2 separate regions of the Mus musculus genome follow, and region 2 is linked to region 1. A link is a contact called in public promoter capture Hi-C data. All regions are on one chromosome and are shown on one strand. Each heading gives the region's core, a stretch centred on a gene start, on an enhancer-like site or on the middle of the called end of the contact. The rest is flanking DNA. Distances are from core to core; before and after follow the strand shown.

What was found. Promoter capture Hi-C pulls out the DNA fragments that hold promoters and counts their contacts.
Region 2: a contact with region 1 is called in a promoter capture Hi-C map of pre-B cells, with 5 times the contacts expected there. The contact joins the promoter of Gapt here to the enhancer-like site in region 1. A contact is called at or near these places in 25 of 39 promoter capture datasets (the 3T3-L1 cell line, 3T3-L1-derived adipocytes, the C10 cell line and 16 more), 1 of 15 datasets of contacts at CTCF or cohesin (the NIH/3T3 cell line), 25 of 484 Hi-C or Micro-C datasets (the 3T3-L1 cell line, the AML12 cell line, the CH12 cell line and 18 more), 1 of 115 datasets of contacts at active chromatin or transcription factors (microglia) and 3 of 9 other capture datasets (adipose tissue, embryonic stem cells and liver).

Annotation. Positions count from the first base shown.
Region 1 is chr13:110,046,194-110,053,728 of GRCm38.p6, forward strand. No RefSeq gene overlaps it. Among named protein-coding and RNA genes, the nearest start is that of Gm32881, 43 kb to the left of the region's middle. Within about 2 kb of position 2,763, at least 23 of the 459 cell types and tissues checked have an H3K27ac peak or open chromatin away from gene starts, as enhancers often do. A contact at or near this core is called in pre-B cells and thymic regulatory T cells, where this site is marked.
Region 2 is chr13:110,352,313-110,359,847 of GRCm38.p6, forward strand. It overlaps Gapt (Grb2-binding adaptor, transmembrane), which reads right to left and starts at 4,860. Exons shown (of 3, transcript NM_177713.3): 1 at 4,772-4,860; 2 at 2,627-2,691; 3 at 303-2,203. The coding sequence starts at 1,815. The coding sequence ends at 1,342. Gm41058 (a long non-coding RNA gene) reads left to right here and starts at 6,132. Exons shown (of 3, transcript XR_873950.2): 1 at 6,132-6,300.

The DNA.
Region 1 (7,535 bases), core at 1,513-4,012:
TTGGGAATACCACACAATGCACCATGATCATACCCACTTTCCATTCTTTCCAGGTCCACCGTTTCACCCTTGTTCCCCCTCAAAAACCAAACCAAACCCAACCCACCAAGTCCAATTTGTGTTTCCCATGTACTCGTTGCTCTCTATGGGAGGAGTTCACTCTGCACTCACTCACGACCACTTGAGGTGTGTGGTATGTGTGATGGTAAGGCCTTCAGAGATGTTTCCTGTAAAATGTTGCCTCACATGACAAATGCGATTCAGATATGAATCTCAAACTATAGTAAAATAAGTCAGGAGATTATTTTAGATTCTTAAGAAAATGCATGAGTTCTTAAAGGCGGCAGAAGTCAGAAGTGAAATGCAGACAGTGTGGGACTTAAGGGGAAAGCTGTGAGGGTCCAAGCGTGGTGCTGCCTCAGACTCTGACATCTCAGGACCCAAGACCTGGAGAGAGGCCCGTAGGGATGTGCGGAGTGTGAGCAAGGGTACAGAGATTCTGTAGGAGTGAAGACTGGTCCCTGTCTGACAGGAAGCAGAGAGTTGGAACACACTATTCATTCCACAAGAAACTAAAATCCTCCTACAACTAGTATTTATCTATCGATTTGTTCGATTGATTGTGTATGCACACACAACAAATAAGCCATTTTAAATATCTTAAAAATATGCTATGTTTTCTGTTATATATTTACAGCAATGCAAAACCAAGACCTGATAAGATTTTAAAAACTACTTCTCATACCTAGAGACTCTGATATAGTTGATCCAAAAGATTTTAAAAACTACTTCTCATACCTAGAGACTCTGATATAGTTGATCCAAGTAGATGGAGGGAGTCAAGTTTAGAATGATCCAGGTTGGGTCATTATTGTCCCTACAGTGGCCAAGCTGACCAGCGGCTAAGCTTCCTACCTATGGAAGGAGACTATAAAAATGGCGAAGCATCAGCATACATGTCTGACACGGGAACAATTTCAAACTCTACTCCCCACCAAGTAAGCAGATGAAAGAAATTATAGGCTATGAGTCCCCAGAAGAAATGATGGGAGATGCCATTTAACTGTGCCTGGTTTTAGCTGTCAGATCATGGAGTGACTTTGAGATGGTCATAATCTTAAACAATTTACATTTTAAATCCAAAGTTAGCATTCTTTGGACTAAAATCATTTTATTTATAGCCTTGACCTGAAGATCAAATGGAAATGAGGGATCGTGAATCTCAATGAACTGTTACCCTTTTTAATATCACAATGTCCTTGGAAAAGTCTCTTCCTAGCCCAACAGGACTAGAAAATAAAAACCCACCTAGACCTGTACTATTTAAGTTGTATGGCCTCTGCAGTATTTCCTTGTGCACTCAATTTGTCTGTCATATAAGATAAACACGTCCAGTCATTAGAGAAATGCAAATGTTTTTTTACAGAGCATCAGTGATCTTGGGAGAGTATTATACATGGAAGTGTGGTGAAGAAATATGGAAAGATGCCCCAAGAAACCAGAGAGAAGAGGAGAAATATTCTAAATATCTTCTTCATATTTTATTCAGCTTTTTCATATACAAAGATCTTAAGGGTATTTTAATTGAAACTGTGTCAGTTCTGTGATTTGAATCCTTGGCACCCAAATCTAAGGCGTATTTTTAAAAGGCATCCCTCCATCCTCTAAAATATTCATTCATTCATTCATTCATTCATTCATGCATGCATGCATGCATGCATGCATATATTCATTCATTCATTCATCCATTCATGCATGCATGCATGCATATATTCATTCATTCATGCATGCATGCATGCATGCATATATTCATTCATTCATGCATGCATGCATGCATGCATTCATTCATTCATTCATTCAATGGTGTATGTGAGAGAGAGAGAGAGAAGAGAGAGAGAAAGAGACAGAGAGAAAGGGAAGGAGGGGAGAGGCAGAGAAAGAGGAAGAGGGGGAGGGAGGGAGGGAGGGAAGGAAGGAGGGAGGGAGGGAGGGAGGGAGGGAGAGAGAGAATGAATGTAGGATGTAAGTTACTTCAGAGGACAATGCTCAGGAATTGTTTTTTTCCTGATACCTTATGGGGTCTAGTGATGGGACTTAGGTCATCATACCTGTACATAAATGCCTCTACCAATATCCTTTGAAAGACCTATCTTTGACTTCTTACACATCTCTCATATCTTTATCACAATGAAATATCTACTCCCAGGGTCTGCAGAGATGTTGACTTAGTGGTTAATATCATTGGTGGTCCTTTCAGGGGAATCTGCATTTAGTTCCCAGCACTCACATGGTTGGCTACAACTGTCTGTAACTCTGGTTCCGGGGGATCTGACACTCTTACACACACACACACACACACACACACACACACACACACACACACACAAATGCACATCAAATAAAAATAAATAAATCATAAAAAAGAATAGAAATACCTTCTCCCTTCTTCTCACCTCCCATGGCAAAACCCACTTTTCCATTTAGCTTGTATCTTTTGTGAATGCCACATTTTTCTTGTCATGGCTATATCAATTGTATTAGTCTCTATAATTTCCACCACTAACATCATTCTCCCCTCCAAAGTTTTCTTTTCACTGTCCTCTTAATTTTGGCTTGTTTCATTAGGTGACTCTTGTCGTTTGACTTTCTGTTCTATATATAGAGGCAAGGGCAAAGAGACACTGAAGGATATGCTAATGATGCTTGCTCTATAGTGCTTGAAAGGCCATGGGGACCGCATCACACCTGGTGGAGTCCAGGGAGGTGGGGTGTGGGGCATAAAGGAACAGCTGCCAACTCTTCAGAAACATGGGCCAGCCTGCCTCCTTCTCTAAACAGACTTGTGATTGGCCAGCCATCAGTAGCCTCAGGTTTTCAGTTTGCCCTTCATCTGACTGATGAAGTTACTTCCTGACTTCTAGTGAGTTAGCTATATATAGCATCACTGTGGAGATGAGCTATTTCTTGTCTGGGTTGGATTGTAAATTATTTTAAAAAAAACTGTAATTTTAATATCTAGAGTATAAACCTCAAAAAGGGAAGTGGTAGTTTTACTGTTAATAGTTGTTAAAGTGTCTGTGCCAAATGCATGGGTGAAAGAAGGAGGAGAGACAAAGAAACCCAAATCAATTAGATTGAAATAGTTGCATAGAAATCGTTTGGTATGCATCGAGGAAGTAGAGGAGACAGGAAGAGGAACGGAAGGGTAAGGCTTAAATGGAAAAGATCACTGTTTTTATCTTTCTTTAATCCTTTTATTGACATTTTCTTTAGCATATAATGAAATATAAGACTTTCACTTGACAATAAAGCTCTTGTCTTATTTTCATTCAATCTGCCTCTCCTATATTTTTGTTTCAGACCACCTGAAAAACAAAACGGAACAAAACAAAAACCAACCAAACAAATAAACAGAAACCAGTATGCTCATTTGCTTACCGTCACCATGACAAAGTGGCAGAGAAAAACAAACTTTAAAGATCTGTTCTGGCTCCCAGTTTCTACACTTTGGACCACGGTTGCTTGGCACGATAGCTTTGGGTCTGAAACAGTGGAGCCTGTGGCAAAGGAAAGCAGCCCACCTCACACACAGGGAAGCAGAGACTGAGGAGAGGCTGGGATCCCCAAAACCTCTTCAAGGCCAAAATCAATTACGTGACCCACCAGCCCTAACTCTACTCCATCTTAACAGACTGGTCAGCTAGGACCAGGGTTTTGCTGTGTAGATTTCTTGGGGCCACTTAATATCCATTTCAAGTAGTACAGTGGATCTCTCAACCAATCTACTTTCCCATCTTATGCAGCCTGTCTCCCCTACCTACCTTACGTTAAAACTACCTTGTCAAGTTGATTGGCTTTGTCTTTTTGTTAAAAACAGCCCTTTGGTGCATAGCACGGGATAGTATGGGACTTACTATGTGGACCAACCTGTGGACCAACTCTCTGTCTTGAACGCACAGAGATCGACATGGCTCTGCCTCCAGAGTGCTGAGATTTAAGGTGTGCACCACCATGCCTACCTGATTTTGTTCTCACTTTTTATTAAATGAAAATGTAGATCACTCCCTTTACAAAGCTTTTCCCTCTCATGTTTATTTTTTCATTTTTGTATATTGTGTGTATGTGGGGGGTGGTGGGGCATGGAGCACATGCTATATCATGCAAATGAAAGTCAGAGGACAGCAGTGGCAGTTGATTCTCTCCTTCTCATAGATTACAGGGGTTGAACCTAGGCCATCAGGCTTAGCAGTGAACATCTTTGACCACTCAGAAATCTTGACAATCCTCAAAGCCTCCACATCTCTTGGTTTCTCTTGTACCACTCTACATGAGTCCCCATCCATTTCTTTGTTTTTTTGCCTTAGCCTATTTTTTCTGTTGCTAATAGGACAATACCAAAGGCAGGGAAAGTTATAAAGGAGATGTATTTTAGTTCACCGTTGAGAAACCATATCTGATGATTGTTTATTGCCAGAGTCCCAGGATGACAAAAATCATCAAATTTCAAGAAGCAGGGAGCCCACACATCTTTCATCTCTTTTCATAAAGCCACTAGTATTCAACTGTGGGCTATACATTACTGTCTTTATTCAGCCATCGTCACCTCCAAATGTCTGCTTCTGTAGATATTAGGTTAGGTTTCTATGCTGATAGCATCTCACAATGAACACTGGATTTCAACATGAGTTTAGGAGGAGAAAGCTATATTCTAATCAGAGCACCATTCCCTTTTTGAGTCTCCCTTTCTTAGTTACTTACAAGTATAGCGTACCCTATTTCCCAGACAACTCTTCTCCTGTATGAAACACTCTTGTTAATCTCATTATCTCCATTTGGAAAGCTTTGGTTATTCTCATGAACCCTGGAGCTTGTGTTTAACATCCCACGGACACTATCAAATTAAATTATAATCTCTGCTTAGGAGGATATTGCTTTGCAATATTAATACAGATTTTCTCTAATACATTCTCTATATTTTTTATAGCTATTGACTCTCATTTAATCAACAGAAGCTTGTCTTTAAGAAGGAGTACCTTAGCTGCATATGTAGTAGAGGATGGCCTAGTTGGATATCAATGGGAGGAGAGCTTACAAACCAATAGGTGTGGTGGTTTGAGTAGATATGGTCCCCATGGTCCTGTGAAGGCTCTATGACCCAGTGTAGGGGAATGCCAAGGTCAGGAAGTGGAGGTGGGTGGGTTGGTAAGTGGGGGAGGGGAGGGGGGATAGAGGGAAGGGGTTTTCGGAGGGGAAACCAGGAAAGGGGATAACATTTAAAATGTAAATAAAGAAAATATCCAATAAAAAACAAGAAGGAGTACCTTAAAATAGAGGGTGAATTTGTCTGAATTTAGAATTAATATTCAGGTAAGACACTGTAGCTCTTGGGGATTTAAGGATTAACAAATAGATTGGGAGTTAGAGATAGGAAATAAAAAGTAACCAATAGGTGTGGTGGTTTGAGTAGGTACGGTCCCTAATAGACTCACGTGTTTGAGTGCTTGGCCCATTGGAATTGTTACTATTGGGAGATGTGGCTTTATTGAAAGTGTGTCACTGTTGGGGCAGGCTTTGGTGTCTCATATATGCTCATGCCATCTCCAGTGGGACAGTCTCTGACTGCCTGCTGACCAAGATTTAGAACTCTTGACTCCCCCGGTACCATGTCTGCCTGCAGGCTGCCATGCTTCTCGCTAGGATGATAATTGGACTAAACCTCTGAAACTGTAAGTCAGCCCCAATTAAATGGTTTCCTTTGTAAGCCTTGTCTTGGTCATGGTGTTTTGTTACAGCCATATAAACCCTAAATAAGACAATAAGTTAGGGAGAAGAGATTAGAAGTTTCCTCTGTCAACTAAGGAGTCCTTGGAGTACTTGGTTGAGGGGCAAGAAGTTAAAGAAGCAACAAGAGACAGAATCCTCCAGAAGAGCTTAAGGTCCAGAGTTCACTCATGGCTTTTATTTAAGATGTCCTTTTCCAGTCCAATAGGAAACAAAGGAGAGAATGGGTGAGCACCTTTGTAGGGGATAAACTTGTTTGATTTCACACCTTATGTCTGTGTAGGATTGAGAGAAAAACAGGTAGTAATGACTTCATTTTCTAAAGCAAAGTCAAGACTAGGATGACATGATTGGGCTTGAAGGTAAAGATGGATCGCTGCTAAAACCAGTTGGATTCAGTTCAATAAAAGGTCCCAGGAATACACAGTCCTTCTGGGTTCTTACCAGTATTAGAGTTTGCATTAGTTTCTTGGCACATAGGGAACGAGAGCAGTGGTCCTCAAATTTCCTAATGCTGTGACCCTTTAATAAAGTTTCTCATGTTGTGGTGAAACCCAACCATAAATTATTTTTGTTGCTACTTCATAACTGTAATTTTGCTACTGTTGTTAATCATCATGTAAACTCTCTGATATGTGACCCCGTGAAAGGCTTTTTGACCCCCAAAGGGTTTGCAGACTACAGGTTGAGAACTACTGGATTAGAGTCTAAAAGGAAGTATATTACAGTATCTCAAAGGAAATCCTTGTAAGTTCTGCTGACATGAGGTTTTCTGAAGTTCATTTCGATTTCTATTATTCATTTATATTAGGGCATATTAAGTTTACACATTTTGGTAAGATACTCATATTAAGAGCATATTCCTCCTTACAATTGTATGAGCTCATTGTGGGACAGGATTCTACCATATTTATTTTCATGAATGACAAAAAATTAACAGAAGAAGGAATCCTCTAAAAGCTTATTGAAAATATAACTGCAAGTCCCTCCATTTATCCTTATTCTTCTTCTTTTTAATTTCTCCTATGCTACATGCTTTAGCTACCTTTGTTTGTTGCCTTGCTTGTTCCTCCCACACCCAGTTCAGCACAGGATGTTAATTTGACCTCGTGGATCTTCCTGAGAGGCCTGGTTGGCAGAAGATCTGTAGAACTAACTCCCACCGATGACACACGACCCCTAAGCAATCTGGGCATCCCTGATGCATTTGCTGAGCTATGGATTCAGTAGTACCAGCAATTGCGTCATGTCCGAGGCTCACAGTTAAGGAGCATTCTGGATGTCTGAACCCTTTTTGGGCTCAGATGATGTCCACTTTCCATTAACCTTATGGAGAGCAGATGACGTGTGCCTTACTCTCCTATCCCATCCTAGCCTGTTTTTGGTTAACTTGACGTAGCTAGAGTTAGCCAGAAAAAAGAACCTGTTGAGAAATGCCTCCATCAGAATGTATGTATGCAAGTCTGCAGTATCCTTTTTTTTTGATTAATGAAAGGCCAACCTTACTGAGACTGGTGCCACACCTGGGCACCATGGTCTGGGGCAGATGGTTGTATAAGAAAGCAGGTTGAACAAGCCATGAGAGCAAGCCAGTAAGCAGCATCCCTTCCTGGTCTTGCTTCAGTTCATGTCTTGAATTTCTGTCCCGATTCCCATTATGATGGGCTCTAAGTTATAAACTGAAATAAGTCTTTCCCTTACAGGCTTCTTTTGGTTATGTGTTTTTGTCGCAGTAGGAGAAGCAAACTAGAACA
Region 2 (7,535 bases), core at 3,610-6,109, 310 kb after region 1:
CCTAAAAAAAGGCAGTGAGTAGAGACTCATTATAAACATAGTATTTATCCACTGTCTTTTCTTTGTGTAAAAAATACACATTCAGGATTTGTCTCCTTGTCTCTCCCTCCTTCCCTTCCTCTCTCATCTCTCCCTCCTGCTCTCTCTGTCTCTCTCTCTGACTCTCTCTCTCTTTCTCTCTCTCTTTCTCTCTCTCTCCTTTCCTTCTTTGCTTACAGTTCCTCTCCTTACCTCACAGCTGCCCAGTGTAATAACACATACACAAACACACACAGAAAACATTCAACAAAAATTCATTAGATAGATTTAGAAATAGTAAATTTATTAGTTTTTTTTTTAAAAGAAAAAAATCTACTTGACAAACTGCAAGATTCATGTCTTTTTCAATTAACCAGACTTTTAGTTCCACATACGATGTCTTTGGATCTAAAAGTATTACTAGGCACCACTTCATTGCTGTTTAACTGCAAATGAAGAATCCTCGTATTACATTAGTAGTAAAATGCACAGCAAACCTTCATATCTTCAAATGCTCAAAAACAAAAACAAAAACAAAACAGGCAGCAAGGTCTATAAAAGGAAGTGTAGGTTTGAAATGAGGGAGGCTGGAAGAAATGACCTGAGGCAGGCTTGAGAGGCAGCCAAGTCACACCGTGGAGGAGCAGAGACAGGGACTTGGTAGCTTTGTGATGACACAGAAGCAAGCAAGAAAGTGAGGGGTGAGGGGAAATAACTGACAAAGGAAGTTGTGACTGAAAAAGTCATGAATTCTGGAGTTAGGGTTTTGAGCTTCACATCTTTTGCAAACAACATACAGTTTTTTGTTTGTTTTTTTGTTTTGTTTTGTTTGGTTTTTTTGCTTTTTATTTTAGCAGATTAATGAAGTGACCACCTAGAATGTTTTCCGAAGATCAACCTGCTGCGTCATAGGCTTTTGATTGGATGGAACTCAGAAGACCAGACTAGAGATGTGGCTCAGGAGTTTACCACTTACCTGGCATGTGAACGGTCTTGGGTTAGCCCCTCAGCACAGGACGACCTGCTAGGAGACTGCAATAGTGCTGAGCCTCAAAAGATGGTCGAGGAAAAAACGAAGGAAGTTACAGGAAATATTTCAAAAGAAAAATGAATATAAAACAATACAGATTTAATTGAAGGCAGGGCACACGGGGGTGGGGGGGTGTTCAAGAACTTGTCTATAAATCCTCTTGGATATATAAGGGTGGCAATAGGAAAGAGACCACTGATTTCATCAGAATAATTTGATCATGACGACATCAGTCCACTCGGAGGCCTGGTGATGGGTTTTCCTCCAGCAACGAGTCTCAGTTTGTTGAAAAGCTAGTCGCAATCTGGAAGGATGTATATATCGTCATCTTGAGGCGGAGGAGGGCTAGGTTTCTGGAAGTTATAATAGAGGGGGTCCGTTTGATTCCCGTAGACGTGTTCCTCGAGATTAGACGGCTGCGTGTTTTCATACAGGGCCTTCTCAGTTGTCCCTTCAGTGCAGGGAGGGCACACTTCCACATTTTCATAGTTGCCATGCATCTTGTTTCTCTTGGCAGTAGACTTGTGGCCTTTGCTTTCCACCGAGGCTTTCATGCTTGGGCTAATCACGTAGGCACTCGAGCTGACGGTTTTTGTGACGTCTTTCTGCCTGCTGCTTCTCCTTTGCATAAACTTCGGTAGGGTAAACGGTGTGCTTTCCCTGCGATTCCAGTGCCAAGCACATCCAATCCCACAGAGCAGCAAGAGGACTAGGAGGGAAACGCCTACAGCCACAGCCACCGGAGAACTCTCAAAGCATTCCAGCATTTCTGCACAGTTGCTGTTCCGTGGTTTGGTGTGGTTAATCAATTCACAGGCACAAGCAGAGGCAGTTTCTGGTCGCCCGTGGTGGCTGCGGTTCAAAACCGAGGTGGAAGGCTCCTGCAGGCATTTCTCTTCCAGATCTCAAAGGACATTACTGGCAAAGTCCCGATGCAACTGGACGACGTGAGACTGAACAAATTCAGTCTCTGAAGGTGACCGATTACTGTATCACCATCCCTGTACACTGGAGCTGAATTGGAGGGAGGGGGGTGGATTTTTAGTCCTCTCCACTTCCTTTACCCTTGGTGGATCACAAAATGAAGCCGAGGTGAGCAGAGAATTACAGCACAGCAGAAACCTCAAGAAAAGGGAGGTGCCGTCCAGAAACCTGCTATAAATTAAAAATATATTAACTGTATTCTTAGTACCTCATGAGATTATAAATTTACCACATCTATCAAATGTGTTAGACGTCCGTATTGTCAGTTCTTGCTTTTGATATTGAATATAGCACGAGCTGTTTTGAAACGAGAGTGAGGAATCTACCCCTGCCCAAGCATAGTTGTTTATATTAGTCGATGACTTTTAAGCAAAATGTAAGGTTCTCCCAGCATTGGGAGGAACAGGATAAAACTATCCATGTGTGCTCTGTCCATTGCTTCCTGCCTCTCTGCGAAGCCTGGCCATCCTCCTTTGGAGTGGACAGAGGCTGTGTTGACTCCCTAGTTACTCCTCCCTCTAGAGTCTTAAAATAATTAGCTCATTCTCTAGCAGAGAGTGGTACCCTAAATGTAAGGAAATTCTTCCCTCCTACCTGGTCTCAAGAGCAGCAGGACTCAGCTCTTTTCATCTTTAGATTCCTAGAGCAAATTCGAACACCTAGTACAGAAAATGAACCCAGTCACTATTTATTTGAATAAAAGAGAGCATTTTTTAAGTGACTCCCAAATTCAGCCACTCAATTCAGCTTAACTGACACTTTAAGAGGGAAGATTTTAAAGGGTGTATAGATTATTCTGAAGTTTATTTAAGAGATCTTTTAAAAGTGAAGTAACATATCTTTGTAAACACTTTTAATCACAAATGCAACAAATGATTTTCACTTAGTTGAGGTGATGTTTGAAGTGTTCCCTTGAACCTTTAAAGTATCAAGGAAGGTGACACAAAGTATTCCATCAGACAGAATTTTCTACTGCGATTATATCCACCAAGTATTCTTATTATATGTTTCAAGTGAGACACAGGAATAGTGACAGCCCATATGTTCAATATGTTTAACAGTGACTATAATACTTCTTACCATTGTCTACTGAGCATCACCAACAATCATATTTAATTAGGGGCATATCTTAAATCAGATTTCAGTCACTTTCCTGTAGATTGTCACACTTAACCCTAGAGCATTCATGTGGGATGCTATTGCTATCCTCACCTTACAGAAGATGAAATGGAGGATTCTAGATAATAACTCCCTAGCAACGAGTAAGCTGTATTTATCTCCTAGACACTGGCACTGGGACTAAGCACAGGAGATCTAGTACACTAAATATCTGCTAATAGACAGAGGGATTCATTCCTAGCCATACTAACAACAATGAACAGCAAGGAAAAACCCACAAAGCAGTTCCCTGCCCTCAGTGAGGGCACATTTCTAATGCCGACCTCTTAGAAATCTGTTCAAGGTCAGATTATACCAAGGCAAAAAGGTTCAGTTTTGCATTTTATATGAACAAATGGAGCATAGCGTGTAGCTTGCTTATAATAAACTCTCTTTGATAACTATTTAGGGACAAACACCTCCAATCCATATATCTCTCAAATTCCTTGGGGTCCTGGAGGGTTGTTGATACAGCATGGCTGAGCATAGAATTATCTAGTCACCATGTAGTGTTAACAGTCTGAGCTGTTCATAAGGGCTCGTGCCTGTGCAATCCTGGTACAGGGAAGCCGAGGCTAGATGGGATACAGAATGACACCCTGTGTCAAAACCAGCACATTTTATTGTCTACAGTTAAAATGATAAAGATAGCATACAGAATGGTGGTAGTCAGTAAGCGTAAGCAATTATGAGCAAGACGTAATGATGTAGGCATGAAAAGTCATAACAAAGTACACTATCATATCTACCAGCTTAAAATTAATAGAGCTATAGATGATGAAGTCCTCTCACTCTTACAAGGGCAGACATGATACAAAGGCTACATACAGATATTTGCCTAATGATTTCTATAAATAAAAGCCTCGTTTCCTTTATGGGCAAATGAGAATGGATCTTAATATGTTGTAGCATAAATAATTGCACACACCCTATCCAGAATGTGTGAGATGCATTTCCAGAGGAAATTTCACTGAATCTGTTTTCGAATGTGCTAGGCCTCCAAGAGAACAGAATGGGACTTTCTGCATGATTGGCTGCTGTCCCCTGGGCAGGGTCAGAGAAGCAAAAGGCTCCCTCTTTGTTTCTGAAAGAATTTATCTTAGTTCTATGCAGAGCAGACATCGTTTAGTATAAAAATCACAACAGTAATGAAATGCCCTAGTATAACGCCTACATGAGACTTGCTCTGCCCAGCTTGGAAGCTCTTCTCACTTTGGAAAGCAACAGTTTCTGCAAACTAACCAAAAATTATTCACTTGTCTTCAGATCACAAGTTCTTCCTAGAGTAGACCTTGCAAAGCAGACAGCACACTTCCTTCAGGTAGAATGGCAGGCACAGGAAAGGGCTGATTAGTGTAGCATGGTCCAACCTCACCAGCAACGTGCAAATTGTTTTCTCCACTATGACTGAGCCCGAATCATCCATTAACACACACACACACACACACACACACACACACACACACACACACACACCACCACCACCACCACCACCACCATCACCACCACCACCACCACCAAACAAGTTGTTTTGAAGTAACAAAATGTCACTACTTGGTTACACATGAATCCATTTCTTACCTTTTTCCATTACCCAAAAACTTTCCATCAGTTGGACTCACATGAAGCCTGGGAGTGTCCAACTCTGTCTGTCACTTTTCATCAAACTTTCTTCAGCTGAGAATGGTTCCTCTTTTCATTCTGGTCACTTACTTCCTTCTTTGGCTCCTCCTCCCTTCAGTGTATTTAATACTTGCAAAGTTTCCTGGTTCGTGAGGAAGTTGCCGTCAGATACTGCAGAATTATAAATGACCCTCCCTCTTTGTAGGTGGAACTTTTTGAAGTGTATATTTCATTAATATGTCAAACCTAGATGATTTTTCTTTTTTGAACAATTTTACCATGTTCACTTTAGAATCAATCATGTAGTTTGTTTTCTTCAAAGAGGTTTTAAAACTCATAATAACATAGGCCTTGAGTATTTTTGTTTCTTTGCTTTGTGATTGGTGGAACAATCCATATTTAAATATGAAGCTACAATGCACAACCCTAAAATTAAATATCTGCTGAACTAGTGCCCGTATGTTGGTTCAGAATGTGTTTATTATGTTGTTGTAATTGTTATTGATACCATCATCACCATCACATTCATTAAATAAAGGTTTCCCAAAGAACGTCCTGAGGCATACTACTCTGGTATACTATTTGACTGATTTTCATGAGGTAAACTTGTCAAGTATCTTTTATTAGGAGACTCACTAGCACATAGGGATGTTACAGATTGGCAGAAATCTGATAGAAAGCAAACTAAATCCAGCAAGAAAGAAAAAAAATGCTTTATTTTGTTAAGTAAGAGTAGTTAGTTCATTCCTAACACTAGGTATCATAAGCCTTTAGTGTAATACCCAAGAAATTCTTAGAGGAGAAATGCCACCATTAATCTTAGTTTATAGGCAGAAGCACAGCGGTAGAATGTCTACTCCCCAGAGACATGGACCCAGCGCTGTGAGAAGAACCACTGTTCGTCATGTAATGGACTGCCTGTCAAGCTTCCACATAGAATCTTTCTGTCTTATCATCTCTAAGAGCCAGCCCCATGGAAGGGGGCGGTGGGGAGAACTGCTGAATCGAACAGATACTAAGTGAGTTAGATAGATGATGTAGAAATAGTCACGGAAATATTGCCTTTTAGACTGTGTCAGAACTCCTTTGATCAAATAGGATTAACCTTGTATAAACTGGTTTAAAAGAAGAGGGAGGCCAGGGATATAGATTAGAGGCGTGTGTAAGGTTCTAAATTAAATTGCCAGAGCTACGGGGATGGAGCAGTGAATACACGCCCTGAAGCTCCTGAGACCCAAAGAAGGAGAAGCCACTGGGCCCACACAACATTTAAGACCTTAGAAGGAAGGCAAAGAAATATACAGTTCTAGAGAACAACAAAGAGCAGGAAGACAGATGCACGGCTCTCAGTGGACAGGAAATGAAAGCCTGAAACCAAGTTAGTGGGCATGAGAAGAGTTTACTAAGGCAAGAGTAATCCGGTGGGGCAGGGAAGCTGGGAGAGCAGCAAGTGAGCCACTTTTCCTGATGCACTTAAATGCAGTAAGGTATGAGCTGACCTCTCTCTCTCTCTCTCTCTCACTCTCTCTCTCTCTCTCTCTCTCTCTCTCTCTCTCACACACACACACACACACACACACACACACACACACACATGCACATGCACGGGCACACACTCACACATGCCCACATAAATATGCACATGTGCGTGCATAGATGCACATACAAACAGATGAACACACATTTGTGTGAATGTATATAGTCTCCTCTAAAAGTGCAACTAAGGCAAACTAACTAACTCCTCTTGAAATGTATTAAGGACTAAGAAATCAGAGGGCAGTTACCTGGCTCTTACCTCAAATAGGAACCTTTTTTAAGTAGCAGAATTTATCTTCAAGATTATGGAGGAAACAATGTTTCTGTTAAAAATTGAGTTGTTATGTAACTATTGTTTTTATGGCTTAGGTGCAGTTTTAAACTGTGTTTTCTTAACTCCCAGTCTTTAGTGTAGCAAGATACCCCTTGCTTTTCTTCCCAACCTCTTTTCTTTTAACCACAACAGCTGCATCTAAGCTTATTTTGGTCATTTTCATTTCCTGCTTCCTTCCTTCCTTCCTTCCTTCCTTCCTTCCTTCCTTCCTTCCTTCCTTCCTTTCTTTCTCTCTCTCTCTCTCTCTCTCCCTCTCTCTCTCCCTCCCTCCCTCCCTCCCTCCCTCCCTCCCTCCCTCTCTCTCTCTCTCTCTCTCTCTCTCTCTTTCTTTCTTTCTTTCTTTCCTTTTTGCCATCCTATGGTTTGGGTAGTCTAAAACTTGGGACGTAATTTATTGATCTTCACTATAATCTAGACTGGACAATTATTCAAGTACATTTCTCCCATATAGATTGATGGTAGCAATTTTCTTTATATCAAATATTGATTTCTTTTAACAGTGGGATTTTTTAAATGCTTGAACTGAGTAGGCAGGGGCACATAATTATGTATGTAAATTTTGAATATTTGTCATATTCATGAAATTGTCCTTGACATTCCATAAAGGGTTCGAAAGCTTCATGTTATTTGCTACAGATAGTCCAGGAATCTATGTCTTGAAATAAAGCATTACATGGTCTGGTAAAGGTAGCATACTTAGCCAGCAAATTACTTTTTGTATATAGGCTTATGTGGTTAATCCACAAAGTAATCAGATTGTTAATACCAGATTGCTAATACAGTCTTCTAATCAGTAAAATTTTACCACGCGTGTGGAAAAAGTCATGAAAAAATTAAAGTGAAGAAGCGTGT